Regions from separate parts of the Mus musculus genome. Here region 2 is linked to region 1. The links are chromatin contacts, called in public HiChIP or PLAC-seq maps. All regions are on one chromosome and are shown on one strand. The core of a region is the stretch at or near the end of the contact, and the rest is flanking DNA. Distances in the headings are between cores, read along the strand shown. Region 1 holds the start of Gtpbp2 (GTP binding protein 2). Region 2 holds the start of Gnmt (glycine N-methyltransferase).

Region 1 (6,180 bases), core at 484-2,983:
AGGCATCCTGTGGCCTCTCTCCTCTGCCAGCCCTCACTTCTCTCTGTAGGTAGGCCAGGCTGTTCAAGAATGGGTTATATCATGCCCCACCCTTTCTTAAAGGAAGGTATCCATTAAGGAGAATTGGCTGGGATGGAATTGTGTGTTAAAGGGTGACTGCTGGAAGATCCGTGGATATTTAAAAAATAGTTATCAGTTGAGTGCAGTGGTTTCTGGCTGGTGAGAGAACCCGGCCTGTTTGTGGTGATAATGTGTGGGTGGGGTGGGGATGTCTCTTCCTTTCTATTCCCATCCTTTGAGATGTCTCACTGAATTCTCTAGTCTCCATCTCTAAAAACTTTTTTTTCCTGGCAATCCTGGTCTTAAGCATACAGGATAGCATACAGAAAAGACACCTACTTTCCTTTACTGAAGACCCAGGTAAATGGCTGATCTGCAAGGCTTTTCAACTTTTGGTTCTTTTGGTATATAGCTGGTGTGGAAACTATCCAATGTGGACAGCGACTGCATGCTCAATAGACTCGTCTCCTTCGATGTGGAACTGTGCAGAAGTTATGGACTCAACCAGGTCTGAACTCCTTCAGAGTACACCAGAGGTAAGTGCTCCTACCGTACCGTGGAGAACTTTCAAACTCTGTTCTATTTCTTGGCTATGTGTGAACACCTGGTTGTTTGTGAAGAGAGGGGAATGGACGTACTGTGAGTCATGAGATAGCCACGGCGCTGGAATTTGAACCCTGGCGTCCTGACTCTGTGCCCAGCAATTCTGCTTCTCCATTCTGAGCCTTTGGTGCCCCGTATACTGGTTTATGTCGCTCTGAGAGTTCTGAAGGACAGGAGAGACAGCTTGGCTAGAAAGACAAATCAGCAATCCCCTGGCGTCCTAGGACAAGTTCTATTCCTGGCTACTTTCCCCGCCCCCTGGTGGTTGACGTAACTGGAACCCCAGCTCCGCCCCAAGTAGGGGCCAGGCCCCTCCTCCGGACAAGTTTTAAACCAAATTCTGTTTTCCGGGATTGGCTAAACTTCAAAACAAAGGGGAGGAGAGATACTTGCAGTAGGCACCCTCCAAACCTTAGGCAGCTGGCTGCTTTATGGGTCCTGGACACGTGTCTGGCCACTGCGGTGCCTGGGGCTGCTAAAACCAACCCCCGGATTGTGCCACCCAAGTAATAAAACAGTGACTATATTGCAAGGGTGGCATAATCATCGTCACAATAACAGCTCTAATTATGCTATAACTACCATCTGCCTCCGCCCTAGCTTTTGCCCTGACTCACTCGACAGCACTCCAGCCGTCAGGAAAGAAACTGAGGCAGAGGTGGAGCCAGCAGGCTGTCAGATCCAACCTCCCCGATTTTTAACTTGTTGTCTGGGGTCAGCGCCGAAAGGTCAAACCCAGTTCAATTCTGATATAAGCCCTTCACCTCCGGTTACTGTCCCTAATCTCAGGCCACAAAGCCTTCCTACTGCCCCTAGAAGAGAAGCCGCTGGCAGTACGGGAAACTGGGTGCCGACTACAACTCCCCTTAGTCTTTGCGCTCAAGGCGCGCTTGCTGCCCTCGCCCCCGAAGCCACCTGTGACTCTCGCATAGCGATGCCTCTTGGGAATTGTAGTTCGAACTCGCATTCTTTAGCACTAAATCTCATAGCTGCGGACTCAGTATCCCTTGATGCCCTGCGGCTTTTTCTGACGCGACTAGGAGGACAGGGAAGGCAGGGGCGTGGCCTACAGTGGGCCACACCCCGCTCTCCTCCGGCTGGCCCGACTCGGCGGTGGCAGTAGGGGCGGCGGCAGTGGCGGGGGGGAGGGGTCGGGCGGGGGGCTGGTGGCAGCGGCGGATGGACTCGCGGGTATCGGAGCTGTTCGGCGGCTGCTGCCGGCCCGGAGGAGGCCCGGCCATGGGTGGAAACCTCAAAGCTCGGGGGGCCGGCGGTAGCAGCAGTTGCGGGGGCCCAAAGGGGAAGAAGAAGAACGGAAGGAACAGAGGAGGTAAAGCCAACAACCCTCCGTACCTGCCCCCAGAGGTGAGCACCTGAAAAGTGGCGGAGCCATGGGGAACTACTCTTCCGGTCCCCGAGACTCCAAGGAGGCGGGAGAGAGAAAATCAATCCCCCTTTCCGGTGTCAAGACCCAAGGGAGGAAGGACCGGGGAAGAGAACCCCTCCTCCTGTTCCAAGACCCCTACAAAGCGGGATCGTCAAGACTGGACGATCCTTTTCAGTGTCAGGACCTCGGGAAGGGACTGCCCCTTTCACCTCCATAACCTTTGGATTAGTGGGAACCGGGGATCCTTTCCTCTTGAGAAGAGCAGAGGATGTCTGAACCCCTACTTACTCTGGGAGTGGGGAAGGAACACTGTACTGGGAAAAGAGGGCAGGCAGAGTAACCAACGTTTTTCTAAACTTAATCCACAGGGAGAAGGGGAGTAGCCGGGACAAGAGCAATGTGTTCCTTCCCTATTCTTCAGTACCCACACACATTAAACCAGAGAACAGTTAGACGTAGCCCTCTGCCCTTTCCTTGTCCTGTGGGGCTGTGGACACAGAGAAGAGTCCGCACGAACCCGCTCTGGGAGTCCTCAAGGCAGAGAAGACTACTTTCCTTCCTCTTAAAATAGGAGAACCCAGTCGGGAGCTAGTGGGCTCGCCTTTAAGTCCCATCACTCTGGAGAGATGGCTCAGCGATTAAGAGCACTGTCTGTTCTTCCAAAGGACCCCCAGTTCAGTTCCCAGCACCCACATAGCTGCTCACAACGGTCTGCAACTCCAGTTCCAGGAAGTCTGATGCCCTCACACACATACATGCAGACAGAACACCAATGCACGTAAAATAAAAATAATGTAAAAAAAAAAAAAATCCCATCACTTGGGAGTCAGAGGCAGGGGGATCTCTGAGTTCAAGGCCAGCCTGGTCTACAGAGCAAGTTACAGGATAGCCATGGCTCCACAAAGAAACCTTGTTTTGAAAAACAAAGATGGGAGAACCCAAGGTGGGAAGAGCTTCAATGGGTGATTATGACTTTTAAGTGTGCACCAGAGTGATTCAGGTTGCTGTTCCTGCTCATAGAATTCTGATTCAGTGGGTGAGAGACGGGCCTGATTGTTTGGCATTTCTTACAAGCTAATGTTGTGGTCTTAGCACCACAATGGTCTTTGAGAACCATTGGCCAAGATTATCTTTCTACCATCTTTATAGTCAGCTATCCTAATTATTCACCTTCAGCAGAAGAGTAGAAAGGTTTCTTTGTTGATGGGAAAAGAGCTCCTACGCATTCCATGGTGTGGTTGACAGTATGGATAAAGACACCTCTAAGGACTTTAAAGACAGCATGATGACCAAGAGGGAAAGAGAAAAATAAAATGGCCAGAGAGGAGGAGCGCAGAAATGCAGGCAGACCAGGCAGACGGTATATAAGTCAAGCTCATACATAACCTTTTGTCCAGGGGGTGGAGGGTGGAGGGTGGCGCGGGGCAGGTGTGTGTGGCACACAGCCCAAAAGGTGGCTGTTGCTCGAAGAGGTTATGTGATGGTTTCCTGGTTTCACCTCACTGAGGCATGAAAAGGGCATAAAAAGCCACAGTGAGTTCACTTTATGGAGTCTGCCCCTAAGCTTTCCTGGTTTGTTTGGGTAAGTCCCAACTTCGGACTTCTGTTCCTCTCTTACCTGGGCCTCTTATCTCGGGGGCGTTTGTAGTGACCAGTGCTGAGTTCATACTTTGGCTCCGTTCCAGAGCCTGTAGCCTCTTACACTTGATGGCATCAGCTGAGAGGGAGGGGCCAGAAGGAAGTAGTGTCTACCAGATGGATGTCAAAAAGAAAGGCTTCAATATCCTGAACACAGAAAAAGAAACCAAAACCAAATACCCGAGCCCGCGCAGCAGTTGGAGGCTGTGGCGGGTGGGGGCAGAGAGGTGAGCTTGTGTCTAGGAAGATCAGTGCTGAAGACTTGGTGCTCTGATCTTAGATAAACGGGTGGTTTGCTGTGTCCTTACAGGCCTTTCCTCAGAGGCCACATGGAAGCTTAGCATCTGTCTTCCACTGCTTCTTGGCGGATGCCAGCACTGGCAGGTGCCAGTTGGGCTTTCTTCCTGCTTTCTGTGCCTGAGGTCATTGGGAATTGAGGGGAAGTAGGGATGGGGGTCTGGACAGGATATGGTAACTGCTTCCTGTTTCTTTTCAGGCTGAAGATGGAAACATCGAATATAAAGTGAGTCTTGCGTTGGGGAGGAGAAGGGAATGGATGGAGTTGCCCTTGTCAGTGGGAGGTGATCTCTCTGATAGCTCTCCAACTTGATGATGTGGCTTCATGCTGCATGGTATCATGGCGAGCTCTCTGAGGTCACTGTGTAAGGAAAGAATCACTGCTAGAGTGGTCAGGGCGAAGGATTTGTTTGTTTGATATATTTTTAAGATTTTTAATTTTTTTTTTCTTCTGGGTTTTTGAGACAGGCTTTCTCTGTAGTCTTGGCTGTCTTGAAACTCACTCCTTGGACCAGGCTGGCCTCAAACTCAGAAATCCTCCTGCCTCTGCCTCCCAAGTGCTGGGATTAAAGTCATGCCCCCCCCCCCCAAACCAGGTGAAAAGTTTTAATTTAAATATGTGCTTCTGAGTACAGGTACCCATCAGAGGCCAGAGTAGGGTGTCAGATTTCCCTGAAGCTGACATTTAAGGAGGTTGTCAGCTGTCTGACCTGAGTGCTGGGAACCAACCTTGGGTCCTCTGAGAGAGCACTATGGATTCTTAACAAATGGTGGAGCCACCTCTCCGGCCCCCGGGGTTTTAAGTGGACAGAGTTGCTGGCTGTTATAGCAGGACAGGGAGGGGTCACACTTGAGGTTTGGGGAAAACAACAGTGATTTCTTTGCCTCATGACACCATACCTGTCCTTAGCTGAAGCTGGTGAACCCATCTCAGTACCGCTTTGAGCACTTGGTGACACAAATGAAGTGGCGGCTCCAGGAAGGACGTGGTGAGGCTGTCTACCAGATTGGGGTAGAGGACAATGGGCTGCTGGTGGGGCTGGCTGAAGAGGAGATGCGGGCTTCCCTCAAGACCCTGCACCGGATGGCAGAGAAGTATGCGCCCTCCTCCCCCTGCCCCATCTTTAGGGAGGACCTACGCACACCCAGCCAGCCAGGTCCAGAGGGACTTGGGACGGGTGGGGGCTCCTTCTGTCTTGATTCCTTGACAAAGAGCTACAATGAGTCACCTTGCTGCTCTCATTTCCTCACTGTGTCTGGGCTTCCCACTCCCCTTGATCGAAGATGCTTGTTTCAAAAGAGGTGGAGGCAGCAGAATGGCGGGCATAGATTGTGAGGTGGTATGAAGTGCACTAAATTGTCAGGAGCCCCATGGTCCAGAGCTAGGCTGGATTAGGGCGCATTTATGTGAAATATGGCAGCTGTGTCTTCTCTGTGACAGGGTTGGGGCAGACATCACTGTTCTTCGGGAGCGAGAGGTGGATTATGACAGTGACGTGCCCCGGAAGATCACTGAGGTGCTAGTACGAAAGGTCCCTGACAACCAACAGGTGAGCCCTTGAAAACACCTCAAGGTCTCTCTCTCCCAGTGAAGGCTCTTCATTGGCCCAGGGTCCTGAGCGTGTTGTTCAGGGCCCATCACCTTTAACCTTCAGTGAGAGGTGAAATAGTGGGGACCTCACCTCTGTCAATTGCTTCCCAGTTCCTAGATCTCCGTGTGGCCGTCCTAGGGAATGTGGACTCAGGGAAGTCAACCTTGCTTGGAGTCCTGACCCAAGGAGAGCTGGACAACGGGCGGGGCCGGGCCCGGCTCAACCTTTTCCGCCACCTGCATGAGATTCAGTCTGGCCGAACCTCCAGCATCAGCTTTGAGATCCTGGGCTTTAACAGCAAGGGAGAGGTGCATGGGCTCAACGGGACTCAGTGGGCTCTGACTCTTGAGGATGGACGGGCTGGGAGAGGCGAAGGATAGGCTGGGGGCAGGGTGTGGTAACCTGTGGAGAAGTCTGAGGGCACTGTGAACATCTCTCTCTCTCTCTCTAAAAAACCAAGCGAGAATCCACAGAGTGAAATAGAAAATGGGCTAAAGGTTATGAGACAGGGACTACCCCGGTGACTCCTGAAGGGGTGGGGAGTGCACAGGGACACTGAGAGCCCTGGCCCTGGGCTAGGTGGTGAATTACAGCGACTCACGG
Region 2 (6,325 bases), core at 1,147-3,646, 570 kb after region 1:
AGAAGCAACCACCTCCTCCCAGAGACACATGGGGACTCATTAGGGATGGAGAGAGCCACAGTTGGCAAAGCCAGCCCTCCACTTAGGGGCTTTTGTAGGGAGGAGAGACAGGATGTGATAAGACAGTTAAAAGTAGCTCTGTAGGGCCCAGTGACTTGACGTACACCTCTAGACTCTGTTAGACAGGAGCATCACTTAAATCTAGCTTAGCCAAGCCAGGCAACACGGGAAAAGCATAAAAACCGCTGGTAATGCAGCCCAGTGATCAAGGGTCTACTTGGCATGCCCAAGTTCAATGCCTAGCACCATAAATACAACAAACTTGCTCTTACCAGCCGGAATCCTACTCTGATGCCAAAGCCTTCCTTTTTAGGAAGTTGACAGGGACTGTACCGTGCCCTGAGGAAAAACCATTCAGCTCCACAGCAAGAGAGAGCCAGGGCAGAGAGTGACCCTGGAGGTGCATGTCTGGGGGGGCCTGGACAGACAGACTTACCCCAATTGTCAAAGGATGGCTCTTTCCTCCGGTTCCAGCGCTCCTTAAGCGCATATTTCAGCATCTTGTCGCTGGCGTCCACGCTCATCACGCTGAAGCCCTCTTCCACCAGCATGATGGAGTCCACTCTGGATGAGGTCAGAAACGGGGGACTAGAGGACCAGTCAGAGGAGCCTGGGAGGCCAAATGTGTGTGACATTTCCCCAGACATAACATTCCAGAGTCCGTTCCTCTGCTTCCTGTCCCAGGCCATCTCTACTGGTCTCAAGTGACCCATTAAGAATTTTCCTGGGGGCTGGTGAGATGGCTCAGTGGGTAAGAGCACCCGACTGCTCTTCTGAAGGTCCAGAGTTCAAATCCCAGCAACCACATGGTGGCTCACAACCATCCGTAACAAGATCTGACTCCCTCTTCTGGTGTCTGAAGACAGCTACAGTGTACTTACATATAATAATAAATAAATCTTAAAAAAAAAAAAAAAAGAATTTTCCTTATCAAGTAGCAAAAAAATTTTTTGAGAGTTTTTTTTTTTTTGTTTTTTGTTTTTTTTTTAGCCTGGTTTAAACAGTGAGTTCCAAGACAGCTGGGGCTACAAAGAGAGACTCTGTTTCAAAAAAATTTTTTTTCAAAATTTAATTTCATGTGTCGTGCCTGAATATGTGCATCATGTGCATACCTTGTGTCTGCAGACCCCAGAGAGGGTGCTGGGCACCAAATTTGGGTCCTCTGTAAGAACATGTGCCATCTCCCCAGCTGCCTCTTATTAGAAACAGGGTCTCCTAATGTAGCCCTGCAGGGCCTGGAACTCACAGAGAGCCACCTATTTAGGACTCCCTGAGTGCTGGGATTAAATATATGTGCCACTACTCCTGACATCAACACATTTTTTTTTATTTTTAATTATGTCTGTATGTGTAGTACATGTGAGTACAGTGCCCTCCACGGCCAGAAGGGAGCGCTAACCTCCCCCTGGAACGGAATTCCAGGCGATTATGAGCCACCTGATGCAGATGCTAGGCACTGAGAGCCTGTCTTCTGCCAGAGCCTAAGGGGCTCTTAGTAGTCGGACCATCTCACCGGCTCAATGGCTTTTTGTTGTTGTTTTTGTTTTTAAATCATAGTCAGGCATTCTACAAAAGTGCACTTGAGAACCTGGCATACTGGTGCTCCTGGAAATATCTCAGTCAGAGGTGTCCGTGAGTTCTGGGCTGAGTCGGGAGTGTGGGCCAGACACTATCCTGGTCTGTATCCTCTCCACCAAATGGGGGCCTTTTACCTCTTGGAAATGACTTTTTCTTTAGTACTACTGGTTGGAGAAAAGCGCTGCTCACCTCGTGGGGTTTTGTTACAGCTTGCAACACACGTACCCAAACTCCTGGCACAGCACTTGGCTGTGCAAACGTGCTACAAATGTTCTGTTCACACTGCCAGAGGCCAATCGCAGGAGGAACAGCGCCGGAGCCAAGGATCCACCTTGACCCAAAGCTCGGATTTTGCTCTGTCCCATGAATCCTTCTCTGCGCACACCCTGGCCCCTTCCCGCACTGTTTCGGCAGATGCTCTCCCATGCCCATACTACCCTGATGAGCAAGGGCTCTTGACCCCCTAGTACTGCCTGCCAGGCTCCAGCCCGCAGAGGCTGCCCAGACTGGCCTAAGCAGGCCGGCCCGTTTGGACTCACCCTGTGCCACAGGCTACGTCCAGCACCCTGTGGCACCCGTGCTGGCGCAACAGCCCAAGCAACCACGCCTTGTACTCTGCGGTACGGCTGCGGGTGTCCCCGATGTACAGCTGCCACACACGTGCGGCCTCCCCATCTGCATACTGGTCCGGGAGCCCTTCGGCCGCCACCCCCAGGGAGCGGGTACGGTACACGCTGTCCACCATCCTGACCGGCGCCTGGCTCTCAGGCCACGCGATCCGCACTTATAATCCTCTGGCAAGGCAGTCCCACCTGGCCAATGGCAGGTGAGAGCAGGGACACGCCCCTGCTGGGCCCTGGGCCCAGAGCCAGGCTTGCTGCCTCTGCCTTGAGGATGGCTCAGCACAGCAATCCTGGACCTGGCTTAGTAAGACAGGTCAGATAGGACTCGCCAGGGTGGCCGGGAGGAACTCACAAAGTAAAGCAATGAGAGATCACTCCACCCCTACCCAAGGAGGAAGGGGAAGAAGCCTGAAATCCACCCAAAACAGAATTATTACATGCCCAGCCCAGCACAGTGTCTACACAACACTGCTTATCATTTAGTGGAGGGAACACTCCGCTAAAGAGAGCCACTGTGTCGGGACATTATGAACAGTCTTTGAGAAAGATGCCCATCCAAGTACAAGAGTACACCTGGAGATAGGCGTGTCTCTCTTCCCCTCCCCCATACCAGCCAGGAGCCTCCTAAGGTAGCCTGGGCCTTCCAATCCATGGGCTTTATACTCTGCAATCTCTTAAAGGCTGGGTGTAGTAAGGTGAGACAGGAGGATTATTAGTGCTCAATGAATTAGTGAACAATGTGGGAGACATAGCAAGCCTTCCATCTGCTTTCCATGGGAGCACCTTCAGAGAGGAAAGTTGGGGGTCGGCAGGGAAGGTGCTCATGGCGCCCGCTCGGGCTAGCGTCACTGTATAACCTGAGGGTCCGTTTCGTGTTACCCGCTCACCCTTTTTACCCCACCAAGGACAAGATCCCAGCCGGGCTAAAGTCGGCTCTGGAAGATGCGTGTGAGCGACGAGAAGCCTGCCCCGCCTGCCCTGCCTGCCCACACACTTCCAACTCTGTGAACACTCGTTACGTGGAAAGAAGAGAGAAGACAGGGAGCATCCCGCCCGCCCGCCCGCCCGCCCTCCCTTCGCCTTCCCAATGCAGGGTGAACCCTGGAGATGGAAGGAGGCCCACAGTTGTGTGACTTAACCTTCTTATAGTAGGTATGGCTGTTTTGACTTCATAGATGTCAGTATGTGTCTGACGCCCGTGGAGCCCAGAATCGAGAGCTTCAGATACCCTGAACCTGCAGTTGTAGACAGTGGGGAGCCACTCGGTGGTGCTGAGGACACTGAACCCCACAGAGGACCAAGTGGTTTGTTTGGTTTGGTTTGGTTTTTGTGAGAAAGGGTTTCTCTGGCTGTCCTAGAATTCACTCTGTAAACCAGGCTGGCCTCGAACTCAGAGATCCGACTGCCTCTGCCTCCCAAGGGCTAGGGCTAAAAGCGTGCGCTACGACCCTAGCTGCAGATAGGGCTTTTAATGGCTGACCTATCTCTCCAGCCCATATTTTTTAACTTTTGTTAGCACAGCGCCAATCTCAAATGGTTCTGACCAGGCTCAGTCTTGGGGACTCAATGTCCCTACACACAGGCCTCTGACACTATGCTCAGAAAGATTCTCGAGGCTGAGTGTGATGGTGTGTGCCTGTAAGTCCTATACTTGGCAGCTGAGAACAGAAAAGCTGGAGTTCAAAGATATTCTAGGGTACATAGACTTCAAGGCAAATCTGGGCTACATCAGTCCCTGTGGAGACAAAGCAGAGAGGAGAAACTGTATTTGGGAATTTCAAGTAAATCCAATGCCACGTATCAAAGCATTTTGGGGGTAAACCTATCAATCCTAGACTTTTTTCAAATCTCATCTCAGCATCTTAAGTGGTATCTTTTATTTACTTAGGGTTTTTAAAACTGGGGAACCAGGCATGGTGGTGCATTTTGTTTGTTTGTTTGTTTTTTGAGACAAGGTTTCTCTGTATAGTCTTGGCTGGCCTTGAACTCACAGAGATCCAACTGTCTCTGCCTCCTGAGTTGCCGGGATTACAGACAAAGCGCCACCATCTAGCTAAATGTATGTCTTTAATGTCAGCACTCAGGAGGCAGAGGCAGTTGGATCTCTGTGAGTTCCTGGACAGCCAGGGCAATGTAGAAACCTTGACTCAAAAAGCAACAACAACAGGACACCCAAGACTATACAGGGAAACCCTGTCTCAAAAAACAAACAAACAAACAAACAAAGCCCCAAGGGAATGGTGAGATGGCTCAGTGGTTAAGAGCGCTGACTGCTCTTCCTAAGGTCCTGAGTTCAAATCCCAGCAACCACATGGTGGCTCACAACATAATGAAATCTGATGCCCTCTTCTGGAGTGTCTGAAGATAGCTACAGTGTATTTACATATAATAAATAAATAAATAAATAACCCCCCCAAGCAATAACAACAACAAAAAATGTATGTTCAGAAAAAAGCACACAGCACGCAAGACTCCCTTCTCTCCTCCCATATTGGTTCCAGAAACCACACTCAGGTCATAGGCTTGGCAGCAAGCTCCTTTGCCGTTTGAGCCATCTTGCTGACCCGTGATTCTCAACCTTTCTAATGCTGTGATACTTCATGATACGGTTCTTCCTGTCGCAGTGACCCCCAACCATAAAACTATCCCCTTGCTACTTCAAACCTGTAACTTTGCTCCTGTTATGAATCATAATGTAAATATCTGATATGCAGGATTTTGACACGTGACCTCAAAGGGTTGAGAGGCACTGTCTAGACAGTCTTATTATGTAGCTCTGGCCGTCCTGGTACTACTATAAGGTTTAGTTTTGAAAGCAAGCCTCCTGCCTCAGCTTCCAGGAGGCTGGGGTCATAGGTGTGAGCCACTATGCCCAGCTTAGATACCCGTGACAGACTCCTGGCATACACTACGGAGTCTCAATTACGGAGGAAGCCGAGGCAGGAAATCATGGGAGCTCCGGAGTTCCCAGGCCAGCCAGTGCAACAGAGTGAGAACCACCCCAAAATCAGGAAAGGAAAGAGGGAAAGGGAAAGGAAGGGGAAAAGGGAAAATGGAAAATGGAAAAGGGAAAAGGGAAAATGGAAAAGGGAAAAGGGAAAAGGGAAAAGGGAAAAGGGAAAAGGGAAAAAAGGGAAAGGGAAAGGGAAGGGAAGGGAAGGGAATTAGCCTGGACATGGTGGGCATGTTGACAGGCCAGGATAGGAGGAGTTCCACAGACTCTGAAAGCACTGCTGGCGTCACGGAGGAAAGTTCCAGGCTAGCCTAGATTACTGAGTGAGACACTGCCTCAAAACAAGACTCATCTTCTCCAAAGGAAGCAGCAACCCCGACTTTCTTCCCAGGAAAGCAAAAGCTTCGCCCCCCAGTAAAACGCCTTTGTGAGGGTTGGAAGGTTATTTAGTGATGTTGGGGGTGAGGACGTCGCTGGACCCAGTGTCTCAGGCTTAACCTGAGTGCTGAGCCCTGTACCACTGAGCTATACCTCCACAGGCTAGACTTGTTTTTTCATTCTCTTCTTTAGATAGGGTCTGGGTCTGGTAGGTAGGTTCCTAACATAAGATCTGGAACTCCAGGCAATCCTGCTCCAGCCGCCTAAACACTGGGATTACAGGTGTATAACTGTAAAAACTAGATACAATTTTTTTCTTTGTTTTTGGGAGAGAGCAAGGTCTCTCTGTAGCTGGTTGGGCTGGTCGGCCTAGAACTTGCAGCAATCCTCCTGCCTCTGCCGAAATGCTGAGATGATGCACAGCCACACCCAACTACAGGATGCAATCTTCACAAAAAGCAATTTGTTATTTACCTTAAACCAAAAGAAAATAATTATCTGGCTGGTTGATGCACTGAGAGCAAATCTGTTTACCAACAACTTGAGAGGAAGATGTGAAACCCTGAGGCAGGTGTGGTGGTGCACACCTGCGAGAGAAAAATGTAGTAACAACTCAATGGTAGGAAAATGACCCACTGAGCCATCTTGCTGACCAGTATTGTCTTGAAACATGGTCTCACTGCATAGTCCAGGCTGGTCTATGCTGTCCACCATGCCAGACCTACTTTGGGTT

What was found. HiChIP or PLAC-seq counts read pairs in DNA pulled down with a chosen protein or histone mark.
Region 2: an H3K4me3 HiChIP or PLAC-seq map of bone marrow-derived macrophages shows a contact between it and region 1, with 2.7 times the contacts expected there. The contact joins the promoter of Gnmt here to the promoter of Gtpbp2 in region 1. A contact is called at or near these places in 1 of 115 datasets of contacts at active chromatin or transcription factors (bone marrow-derived macrophages) and 1 of 9 other capture datasets (adipose tissue).

The regions. Positions count from the first base shown.
Region 1 is chr17:46,159,299-46,165,478 of GRCm38.p6, forward strand. It overlaps Gtpbp2 (GTP binding protein 2), which reads left to right and starts at 1,734. Exons shown (of 12, transcript NM_019581.3): 1 at 1,734-2,028; 2 at 4,185-4,211; 3 at 4,896-5,080; 4 at 5,427-5,535; 5 at 5,688-5,885; 6 at 6,157-6,180. The coding sequence starts at 1,843.
Region 2 is chr17:46,726,769-46,733,093 of GRCm38.p6, forward strand. It overlaps Gnmt (glycine N-methyltransferase), which reads right to left and starts at 2,397. Exons shown (of 6, transcript NM_010321.1): 1 at 2,178-2,397; 2 at 497-624. The coding sequence starts at 2,383.